2 separate regions of the Zea mays genome follow, and region 2 is linked to region 1. Evidence: chromatin contacts called from public Hi-C data. All regions are on one chromosome and are shown on one strand. The core of a region is the stretch at or near the end of the contact, and the rest is flanking DNA. Distances in the headings are between cores, read along the strand shown.

The links. Hi-C and Micro-C count contacts between places; a contact is called where the count stands out from the background.
Region 2: a Hi-C map of tassel shows a contact between it and region 1, with 2.9 times the contacts expected there. The contact joins the promoter of LOC100285832 here to the promoter of LOC101027199 in region 1. A contact is called at or near these places in 2 of 25 Hi-C or Micro-C datasets (ear and tassel).

What each region holds. Positions count from the first base shown.
Region 1 is chr5:46,227,419-46,233,541 of Zm-B73-REFERENCE-NAM-5.0, reverse strand. It overlaps LOC101027199 (putative inactive poly [ADP-ribose] polymerase SRO1), which reads left to right and starts at 2,390. Exons shown (of 7, transcript NM_001346074.1): 1 at 2,390-2,671; 2 at 3,594-4,885; 3 at 5,172-5,413; 4 at 5,515-5,600; 5 at 5,905-6,087. The coding sequence starts at 3,771.
Region 2 is chr5:46,971,893-46,978,015 of Zm-B73-REFERENCE-NAM-5.0, reverse strand. It overlaps LOC100285832 (26S proteasome non-ATPase regulatory subunit 13), which reads right to left and starts at 2,661. Exons shown (of 7, transcript NM_001158722.1): 1 at 2,485-2,661; 2 at 2,133-2,356. The coding sequence starts at 2,279.

The DNA.
Region 1 (6,123 bases), core at 1,141-3,640:
AACCTACAATCAATCGAGGAGACCTCAAAGGGAGTAGGAGCACCAATTGGGAGCGGATGAAGCCGCCGCTTCTGCAATCCCGCGAAGGAATTCACAAGAGCAAAGGGGTAGAGATCACTCTCAATATTTGTTAGCACACAGCTGAACAAAGGGGTTCTGTTTTAGATTCTCATAAGCTGCCTTACATCATAGACATAGGGGGGTATTTATACTAGTAACAACCAGCCTTAGCGAGGTATAAACATGAAACAAAAGTATTTTCACGTGCTAATGTGAAGGAGCCTCTTCGGGAGATCTGCAGAGCTGATTTCCGTGTGGCTGTTTGACTTCTGCGCAACCTTCAGTATTTTGACAATAACTTCTTCTAGGAATCTTCAAATGACGTGGGACTGGTTGCATTGGAAAGCTAACTTGATAAAATTTCTCACCATATATAGCATGATTAATGAAACTTCGTAGAATGATAAAGTTTAATACGAAAACTTGGTCATCAAGCAGACTGTTGAACTTCTGACCAGTCAGCACTAAAGTAGGTCGGCTGCCTTTCTGGTAGATTTGATTAAGTCGGCTTTAAAAGCATTGGAAACTAGACTTCAAGAGCTTTCTAAAAAGTACTTATGGGCCTTCATAGCTTTTGAGAATCAAAAGATATGACTGTTTCTTCTGGACGGTTCTGTTGCGCTGGACTGACTCGGACATAGCTCTTCTTGTTGACTCGTCCTTGATACGTTGTCCTTCCTCTTTGGTGAACCTAAGTAATATCAACATACACGACTTAGGTAGCATAAAGTTCTCATTAGTGTTTAATTGAAATTCATAAAGTAGCGCGTGCACCTCTTGCTGTAGCTTCTTAGCTCGGCTACGTGTAATTGGTCCATCAAAGGCTTGGGTTGGTGATGTTATTGATTGTACTTGAGTTGATGTAGTATGACTTGGGGGTTGTAATGTGTTGCTTAATGGCATGGTCATATCACAAACGTATAGGCTTAAGGGCATAATTGTAATTTTTTTGAAATTGTACCTCGCTTCTATAAATAGAGGAACAATGCGATACATTATGGGTGCTTTTTAGCCTAGGGAAAATTATTTTGCTCTGCCTACGAAGTTGTATCTCTCTTACCTTTGCATTGTAACTTCAAGTAGCCGAAGGTATATTTATAATCCTTTATTAAAGAATAAAATGAAAAAGGAAGCATTGCCCATCAAGGTTGAATCATATGTTTCACCTTTACACTACATCATCTTCATTCTTAATGATCAACATTTGTTTTCTGTTAACTCTCAACATCTTAGTCCTTCATTCTATCTTTCCTTCGAGATAGACAGAATGAAGGGTGAAGGTGAAGCTTAATTTAATTGTGTTGCCTTGTTTTTTTGTCTCTTAAAGGAATAAAAAACGAGTGAACAACAATGGTTTTCTCCGCTGCATAGCCATGGAGTAGGAAACCACCTAGAGAACGCATGTGTTGTTTAGATCGGCCAACAAATCCCCTATGGCGTGGGCGAGATTCGTGAAACAGGACATGCAAATGCAACTCACTAAAATTATATAAATTGGCCCACTAGCCAGCCAATAACTTATATTTTATCTCTATGATTCTATCTCTACTATATTTAAGTGTCAATAATCTTCCTGCGTACATCTCCTCTCTCATGCGAGCGGTGATACTAGGTGCCAGGGTTCCCCACATCGAGCGTGGAGAAACAAAAAATATAACCAGCCCGTCGTCCAAGGACATAACACTCAATTGTTAACCAATACATTTCATTTGCAGTTGTGTTTTAGAAATGATAGATATTAAGAATATTATGCTACACAAAAGATAAATATTGTAAATACATATTTATGCAATATTTATCTATATAATATATATATAAAACATAGCAATGTACAAATAACTAACTCATCATAAATAATATTGGAAACACCGATTGGCTGCGAAGGCAAATATGAACGTAGGAAAAAATCAGAAGAATCCGGCATCAGCACGTCGCCTTTGGCCCGGTAACGCACGCAAACTAGTAGGATTTTTATTAATTTACCAAAACAAAATAAAAATCTGCAATGTCTGGACGGCCGTGATGCGGCTGCTGTGGGGACAGAGATAGTTGACCGCATTTGTGAACCGTCCGATGCACACACGTCGGCATGACGCCGTTGGCATTTTGCTTACGGCGCAAGGAAACAAGCGGGGCAACTTGGCATCCAAGTTCGAGCCGCGCGTACCCGCGCCCAGGTGGGTCCGGGCCCATGCGTCGGAGAGCGCTTGAGGACGAAGGGCGGTGGGTGAAACGCAATTGCTAATAATGCAAGTGGGGTCACGGCAAAGGTGTGGCGCGTGCGTGGACCTCGCCCTCATCTCGTCTCCTCCGGCGGTCCGGCCTGTCCAATAATTCTAGTATTCCACCGCCGCACACCTCCTGTCTTCCTTCACCTTCGCGCTCCGCCGCCGCCGTCGATTCGTGCTGCTCTCACCCCTAACCTGTCCAACATCGCCGGGGAGGGAAGCAGCAGAAGAAGCTCCCCTTACCTCCGGCTATCGCCTGAGGATAAAGTGGGGTCTGTAGGGGAGTCTTAGGGGGGAGCAAAAGGGATAGGATAGGGAGAGATGAAGCAATCAATTTCTTCGTCCGCCTTCGCCCCTGCTTACGTCCCCGCTACTAACCCTAGGTAAGCATCGTCGATCGACGGATCTGCATCTGCTCCTCTGACTGTCTGATTGCTCGCCGAAGATGATCCCCTTGTATATATGTGTAGTTTCGATCTAGAAACTTTAGCCCTCCCATGTTGGATATGCTGGATGTCAGTTAGATGTACTATGAAGATGTAAATTGTTGTGGCTAAAGCAGATTTGAGATTATTGTTGACTTTTCAAAATTACAATTTTTAAAGTTCCTGTGACTGCTGTCCTGTTTAATTACTTGTTAAATTATGTGAAATCCTTGCGTGAACGTGTGGATCACTAACCATGGGGGAAACTGATTGAATTTTGTCAGAACTTCGCTGAATCTTACCATATGCACCTTATTCTGATATTACTTTTATTACTTGATGAGTCGCTCACTCTCCTTCCATGTACTATGCGATGGATATGGTCTAAGATACAAGTTTTCTTACTCCATGTTCAGTTAAATTCATGGTTAACTACTAATTTGTGCATGAAAGATAATTTTTTGTGTTTTAATTCATCACTCAATAGATTATTTCATAACTATGCCATCAAGGTTAGTACAAGTACCATGTTCCCTCTTGCCGCAGACCTTCATGACTAATAACAATACGAGTAAAAGCCTCTGTATCTGTCTGTATGCTTGCAGCACACCCTAGGCATCTTTGGTCAATCGGTTGACTTATTTTGCGTGGAAAGACATTGTTGCACCATGACAAAAGATACGTGCACTTTTGTCCATGATTAATATATAACAGCTAGTGACAACATTAAGATTTGTTTTTCTAGGGTCTTACTGCAAAATTGATACCATAGTTAATCCTTTTCTGAGTGTCCTGCTGTAATCCAATATTGTTCTGTTGTATATATTTCAAATGCAGCAAAAATGTATCTTACTGCATTCTGTCGATTTTCTCTTTGCAGGATCATTCTGTCTTTTCTCGTTTCTTATCCGACTCTTCTTCGTTTTATGCCTATCAGTTATGAGGTTGAACGCCTTCAGAAGCTTCTCTACTAGATTAGTGTAAATAGTAGACTTGTTCGAGTTTAGCTTGGCTGGAAGAATTAGTCTCTGGTCCGTGTTTATATCTGCTAGCAATAATGGCTGCGATGAACGGAGAGGTATTGGGTGAATGTGGAAGGAACATAAATAGTCTCAAGAGAAAGCGGGAGAGCCCCGCTGCATATGCTGCTGGCGTATTCTGCACCTCTGAATTGCATCAGCATACTGTCAATGATTCTGCTGTTAGGTTTCATCTTGATAAAGACCGTAAGGCAAAGATCGTGTGCCACTTCAACAAGCAGGTTTTGCAGAGCTATAAGAAATTCATGAGTAGTGCACCACCTAAGCGTATTTTGCTTCGCCAAGGTGCTGTCTGGAAAGACTTTCCAGAAAAGATTGTCAAATTGGCCCAAGCTGACTTCAGGGCAAAAAAGATGATCACAGAAACAGGATATCAGAACCAGCTATTTTTGCTGGATTTTGCCCATATGACATTCATAGACACAAAGACAGGTTTTCAGAGGCCAATTGCTTGGATCGATGAAAATGAAAAGTGCTACTTCCCGGAATCATTTATACAAGATCAGAAGTTATTTATGAAGAAAGATTTTGGCAACGGAAATCATGAGTACATTAGTGAAGAGCGAAATGGGACACGAGAAACGAATCACCAGTTTGGAGCATCAGAAAGTTCTGCTGAAAGCTCAAACTTTGAGTCAAGTATTGGAGATGTTTCTAGTCCTAAGAGAGCTAGGGCTGAAAAGAATTTCATTGTAAAAAAATATTGTGATATGGGAGAAGCTATTGGAGAAAATGAGTCATGCACTTTGTTGCCTACAGCCTGTAACCTACTACCACACCAAGCTAATCTGGGTGAGGTATCCCGTGCTCAGCGCACTATTGAAGCCGTGGAGAAGCTGTTGCTGCAGGGGATGGGTTCAGTTATTGAATCCAAGGACATTATTGGAATCTACAGGACTCCATTATTGGATGACCACGGACAAGTCCGTTACCATATTCACCAAAAGCAAGTACAGGTTACCGGATGTCATCGTGGAAACGCAAATGTCCGTTATGCATGGCTTCCTTGCTCCAAAAGCACTGTGCATGTAATGATGCTGAATGGTGTTTTGCAAGTTGATAAGCCTCCCAATAAGTGTGCAGCCTATGGAGAGGGCACTCTCCTTACACCAGCAAATCGTTCGGATGCCTGGTATGTTCTTGATATATCAATTATTACATATATGTCAGGATTTTTTTCTCCCCCCTTCCTAAAGTGTTGCTGGCACCTAACTCTCGTATCTTCTTATCTATGCTTCGTAGCCATTCACATTTTCTGAGTTCTGTTATGTTTGCATCTATGACTCAGATGTTTGCACACACTTTTTGATAGATAACAACAACTAAATACTGTTTCATTTTGTTATTCTCTTTCCTCACCAAGTTCATTTCCCTTCCTCTAACCGTTGCCAATTCAATATTTGTATTACTTTTTGCAGTGTGAAATACTCTGATGTTGATGAAAATGGCATTGTCCGTATGATGTTGTGCCGTGTAATAATGGGGAACGTAGAAATAGTTCACCCTGGATCTAAGCAGTGCCAACCTAGTAATAAGTATTTTGATAGTGGAGTAGACGACCTTAAAAATCCACGGCATTACGTTGTGTGGGATATGAATCTGAATAGTCATATCTATTCTGAGTTTGTAGTCACTGTCAAATTGCCTTCTAAAACCAAAGGTAACTAACTGCAGCTACCGTGGCTTCAGTTTGTTTGACTTATTTGTTTCTTAATCTGTGGCATCCCAATTTTTCTTACTACTAAGCATTTTCTGTGTCAGATTCCTTTGTATCGCAAGAAAACTGTCAGAATTCGTCTGATCTATCACTGGTGTTGAACTCTAGTTCACCTGATTGTATTTCACAGGTAAGATGCTTTACATGGGGTATTAACAAGATAGTACTGTAACACTAGAGACAACTGTTGCTAACTTGATATACAGAAGAGTTCCACTGTTGGAGCAGCAAGAGTGCAGTAATTCAGATTCTGTGATTTGACTCAATAATTGACATGATTGCATTATTGAGATTATAACTTGGAGCTGATTATATTCGTTATCTATGATAGAAACCTCCAAATATGATAAGTTTCCCTGTGAAACCATGCTATTTTAGCCACGCTGGAGTTGGTTAAAGCACCAGTTAACAACTTCCTTTTATGCATAAAACAGGAGATGAACCTGGAGGCACCTCCAGCATTGGGAGGTGGATGTGCAGCCCCCATGCTAGGAGATTCGATGGAAAAGGCTCCAAGCTCACCTTGGATGCCTTTCTCCATGCTGTTTGCAGCGATCTCTACCAAAGTGTCTCCTGAGAATATGGACGTGATTATTGGTTGCTATGAAGAGTTTAAGGTCTGGTACACTTTTTTCATCTTTTGACCTGAAGTC
Region 2 (6,123 bases), core at 1,412-3,911, 740 kb before region 1:
CGTATTCAGGATATAGTCTACATAACCCCTGAACTATAAAACCAGGTATTGTACACATTAAACTTTGATACAACCAGACAAATAACCCCCTTGGCTGGTTTGGTTAGTGGTTTTGCATATGTGGAACTCCACACTGGCTCGTTTCAATGGCATGGTGTCAAGTCCCACCTATCAGCCCACACCGCCGCCGCCAACCGGGTGGTGTGCACACGCTGCTGCTGTCCCCATCGCTCGCACTCGTGTCATCTTGTGGACGCCCCACGTCCTGGCACTAGCTACCGCACCACAACTGCCGCAGCGCAGCGTCAAAGAGGGACGCTGACCTCGCCACGCAGAACTTACACTAGACATCCATCCTTCACCTCAGCATCGAGCTCTCCACCACATCCCCGGTGCCTGCATCCTCGCCGATATCAAGCTGCTCGCACCGACCTCAGGCAGATAGAGCAGCATGTCCACTGGCATCGTCAACGACATGTGTGCGTGGATCCTGCTCATGATCGCCTTCACCATCTCGAAGGTGAGCAGCACCGCACTGTCGTCCCTACAGGTGCTCCTCTTTGGGGCGCTCTTCGTGCTCTTTTGCTTCTACGCCATGCACCCCAGCATGTTTTGGTTCATCCACTACACCCCCGAAGGTATCTGCACTTTTGCTTCTCTATCATGCTCACCGGCGTGTGCACTCGGTCTTCGGCACCTTTGTCTGTGGACTGGTCGGCATGGTGAACTGCAAGATGGACCAGTCCTCACGGGCACAGCTGGCAGTCATGCTTGTGGGAATCTCGGCCCTCCACTTGCTGTCATCATCATCATTAATAAACTCTAGTGACACTTTACCTTCTCACAAACGATAGGTGCAGCAAACCAGTCCCTTGAAGGCAAGATCGGTTACGTATGGGTAGCAGAAATATGCATGAAACTAGTAATGTGTGTTAGTTCCTTGGTTGCAACTTGCATGCATGCATGAGCATGCTGAGAAAGGGAAACATAGAATCAGGGGAAGGAAGCCAGTGGTGGCGGCTATGGATCGGATGAGGCAGTGGTGGCAGCCGTGATTCTTGAAGAATGGGCAGTATGCAGTGCGCTTGTTCGCAGCCACCGCAAGGCTGTGTACGAAAGGGGGCACCACGCACTTGGATGCTCTTAAAGCAGCGGTAGTTGCCGAGCGTGCATGCAGACGTAGCAAAGGGGCAGGCCAACCGGGACATGATGATCATAAAGCCAGCCAGGCTGACAGACGGTTCAATGTGCCACAGTGTCATAGCTAACTTGGAATGCCAGCTAAGCACAGCCACTTGACAATACCGTCACAGGGGTTATTTGCCTGGCTTTGCAAAGTTTATGTAGTTTTATAAGTCCAAGGTTAAGTAGATTACCCTGAATACATTAGGGGTTATATAGACTTTTTCCTTTTATTAAACATGGCAATGAACAATTGAAAGAAGCATACTTATAAACAACCAGAATGACCAGCATGCCCACTAGAGAACAAAGGAACTCTTGATAAAACAATAGGTACATGAGATATAGATAATTAGATTTGGTATTTTATTAAACACAGCAATAAACAATTGAAAGAAGCAACTCAGCCTCCTCTGGTTTTCCTTCGACATCATTGTTCTTCAGCAATTGCACATACATCCAGCATCGAAGTTTGGTTCAGTGAAAACTCATGTAATATATGATAGATATCAAATGTACCATTCAAATGAGAATAACCAGAACAACTCATTGATAAGTTTTTTGTATCCAATTCAATTATGTTTGATTAAAGCAAACTGGAGCTGCAGATGGATACTCGAATAACATGCATAATGTTTTATAGGTCCAAGACACAAACTGGTGAAGCTCACAGTATATCAGAATTGAATTAAGAACCATGAGCAACAAAGAATTGACCAAATACTGGAGAGTTGTATGTAATTTCCCCACATAAGTAACTCAACATGATTAGACTAGCAACAATTATCCAGTCGCTACTCTTAAATCATACTAAAGCATGGGGAAGTATAGGAGGCGGAGTGGGTTTGCAGCGAGATCCGCCCTATGAACGAAGCCATCTACAAAGCCTTAACTGACCCTAAGACGAGGAAGGCGGCGGGGGAGAGAGAGAGGAGGAAAAGGAAGCGAACCTGTGCGGCCTGGAGCTGTAGGAATTGGTCGAGCTTGAGGGTGAGCTGGTGCCATAGCTTCTGCTGGTAGAGGTCGGCGAGGGAAGCATACCAGTCGGCGAGGTCCGGGCGCGCCTGCCGCTGCGCCTCCACGTACTGCAGCGCCATCGCAATCCAACTCCGGTTCCCGTCCCGAGCAAGCAGCTGTTGGTCGGTAGGGTTTGAGATAAGATCTGCTACGACGACTGCAGCTGCGAGGGAGACGACTGAGAGAGAGAAGAAGGTAACCACCACCAGCAACAGCAATGCAAAAATAAAACCCTAGCGCTGGCGGAGGTGTGGCAGGAGAAGAGGGGAAGGGGGTGATACTTGCCGTCAGACGGAAGGGAAGGATCCGGGTCGGTCGATTGGTAGATCTATATTCCGCAGGTCTGGACTCGACTGAAAGTGCAAGAAAGAGGAGAAGCCCGACGACGGCTGCGACGCAGCGACGGGGAGAACACAAGACGAGTCGGAGGCGACGCCATACTGCGGACAGCCCAATGCAAATGCGTGCGTGGGGCAGCGGCCCATCCAGCAAGAAATCAAACTCCGCCCATGGGCCTCTCCCCTACGTTGTTGCAAGTACGACCGATTGACCGGTTTGCTGCATGAAGTAACTTGTTTATATTTAAAAAATGGAATTTCAATTTTATATCTTGACTACTAAAAATATCTGCGGCTCCTGAACAGACGTGACAACTAGTTTGGTGACAAAGGAATGGTAGAAGATCCATACAAAATGGTCCCTATAGCTCTAGAATTAGGCGCCACAGCACCTATCGCTGATATCGAGCCAGCTCGGCTCATTCCAGCTCAAGCTGACTCGTTAAGGTAGTGTTTGGTTAAAGAGCCAAGTAGAACGGAGCCGTTCTGTCCCAGTTTTGTTGTTGTTTGGTTACAAAGTAACTAAAACGGAATGACTCCAATTAGTGAATATTCTCCTCAGATCCGGAATCATTCTGCTCCAAAAAATCAACCGGACGGAGCCGCTCCGTTCCCATCCCGCTCTCACAGTCACGCTCCGTTCTGTTCACTCTGCAACCAAACAAAAAACAGAGCCGCTCCGTTCCAGATTACCAAACACAGAACAGAGCGGCTCAACAATAGAAAATAATAATTATACTCATAGTTCAGAGACCACATCAATGTATCATCAAATTAACACAACTCGTCACTCATCAATTCACTATTCGCACACATGTTTATCAGTTTAACTCACACTTATATTCTCATAGAACAATTTAACACATATACATAGTTCATCAATCATTAGTTTTACTCATTGGTCATAGATACCACACATACATATAACATGGTCATCAATTGTTACGTAAATGATATGCATATAGTTTTGTTTTGCTGAAATGTGATAGCTCGTTTAGCTCGTGAGCTGGCTTGTTAACAAACCGAGCCAGCTCGTTAATGAATTGAGCTCGGATGCCAGCTCAGCTCGTCAAAAAAATTAAACGAGTCGATCCGAGCCGAGCTGATCACGAACCGAGCGAGCTAACGAGACACGAGCATTTCATCCAGCCCTACCTATCGCTTGTGGCAGGGCAGTAGGTGTCATGACGCTCAATTGCTAGTTGGCAGGTAACAATTTTTAGTTATATAAACCTATTATGTGTTTTTAGGGTTTTACTAGTCGGTTGTCCGTGCGTTGCAACGGCTCACAACAATACTCATGTAAATTATCCACTAAAAAGATCTCAAGATTTTTTATTCATTGTCTTCGCTCTCCGCATAATATTTTTTTTATTTGACTAACTCATGTTGTTGTTTACTCCATCCAATATGTTTGGTACAACACGGCAAATGAAGGGAGCAATTAGAAGAAAGTTCACAACGACTGACTGAACGAACAGAAATTATAGAATGACATAATTCCACCATAAATAGACCAAATAAGAGGAAGTTTGTGAGCTCAAGTTTCTAAAATAAGTCACATGAACTCAAACTTATAAAAAATATAGATCAAAATATGGAGTGGTTGCTAAAGTCAAGCATCAATAAAAATTGGATGCGCTCCATACAAATTATGGTACTTTGTAGCAATTACTAACGTTTAAAACCAACAAATAACCTTTCCTTTTACTGTTAGCGTGACAAATCATTGTTGCTCCATTCAATTCAGCAACCTCAAATACCATGGAGTCCATTGCACCAAGGTGGTCTCCGAAACGACCTAATGCATGCAAGAGCCAAGAACACAAGGGACGAGCATCCTGTGGTAGTGCATGCATAGATCTCCAAATTCTAACACATATTTTTGCAGGATCCATGAGCCAGCATCAGAAGAACACAAACCATGTGCAGACAATAAATAAAGTATTAACATATCCAAATTATGTTTAGTCCTTAGCACAACAAAAAAACTAACACCCAAAACAACAGAGGAACAACACAATAATTTTTGCAATGACAGAAGGATGGGTGACAGGTACATAGAAGCGGTAGAAGCATACTGAGTCGACACTGTGGTAAGGGAAAGGCCATGTAGACTGGTGATGCCGAGCCATCAAACAGGTCCATAGGCAGCAAATCAGGGACCCCCATCCCTCGCCTCCCCACTTCCAAGGTTTTGTAGAGAAGGAAGGGAAGGGAAGAGACGAGCATACATGTTCGTTGCCAGAGAAGGACACGACGAAGACCTGAGCATCTGGAGGCGACATAAGTAGTATACTGCTAGATACATATAGGGAGAGAGCACACAAGCAGAGAAAGAAGCCCAGCCGGAGCAGCTCCAAACCGAGAGGCACCCGCACCAGGCATTAGCCTGAGAAGGGCGAGAGAATGCGAGTGCCTTCCTAGACCTGGACCCGCCAAGGCGACACAACACCACCACCAACTCCATAGCATATGCCGACTGTTGCCACGCTACGGGCCTTGGTTGTCCAATATCTCAGACCTGGACTTCTCATCGCCAAGATAACCTAAGCGTGGCAAGCGCCACAAAAACAAGGACGAATGTTTACATAATTAACTTGTGTTGCCTTGATTTTCAATGCCTTTAGGGGATTGAAATCAAGTATCCAACATTGGCACCCACCTCTAGTGAATTCACGATAACAGCAGCCCAAATCACGACAAATAGCATGGTAGGCCAGCAAGCTTCGTTAGCATCCCTAGAGAAGCTTGCGCTCCCCATAACTAGAGGCTCGAGCTTCGAACCTAGCAACAAAAAGCAAAAGGAAGAGGGCCAAATAAGGGTGCAACACGTAGGTGTCCAAGAACCCTACATCAAGTCCAAATGGTCTCATATCCCCATCACCTTTTCTCAAGAGGATCTTCATCTCAAAGATTATCCACATAGAGATGTTGTGGTTATCTCTTGTGTCATCAAAGGCTTTGTAGTACACAATATTCTAGTCAACACAGGTAGCGCAACAGATATTATATTTGCCAAGTCTTTCAAGCAAATACAAGAGCCTAAGATAAGATTCAGGAATTAGATTTTCCCCTCTGTGGCTTTGGAGGATAGCAGGTAATGGCATTAGAAATGTTGGCTATGCCCGTCACCTTTGGTTATGTTAATAATACAAGGACAAAAGAATTCATTTTTGAGATTGTTGATATGGAGTTCCCATACATTGCCATCATCGGAAGAGAAACTATCAACATATTCGAAGCAATTCTGCATTTAGATTATCTTTGTATGAAGATACCAAGCAACCAAGGGGTAATATCAGTTTATGGTAGCCAAGAAGCAGCACGAAGGGAAGAAGGGACCCAGCAAGAACCAAAGATTGTATACAACATAGACGAAGTTGAAGTGCAAGTTCAGGAATCTGAAAATCTAGTAAAAGAAAAGGCATCTTCGACGGATCAGTCGAAGCCGGTACTTCTCTGTGATGATGTTGCATAGCAGAGGGTTTTCTTTGGCAATCAGCTAACTTTGGAGAAAGAATATAATCTCTGAAAGTTTTTGTTACACAACAAGGATGTTTTTGCTTGGTCATCAAATGATTTG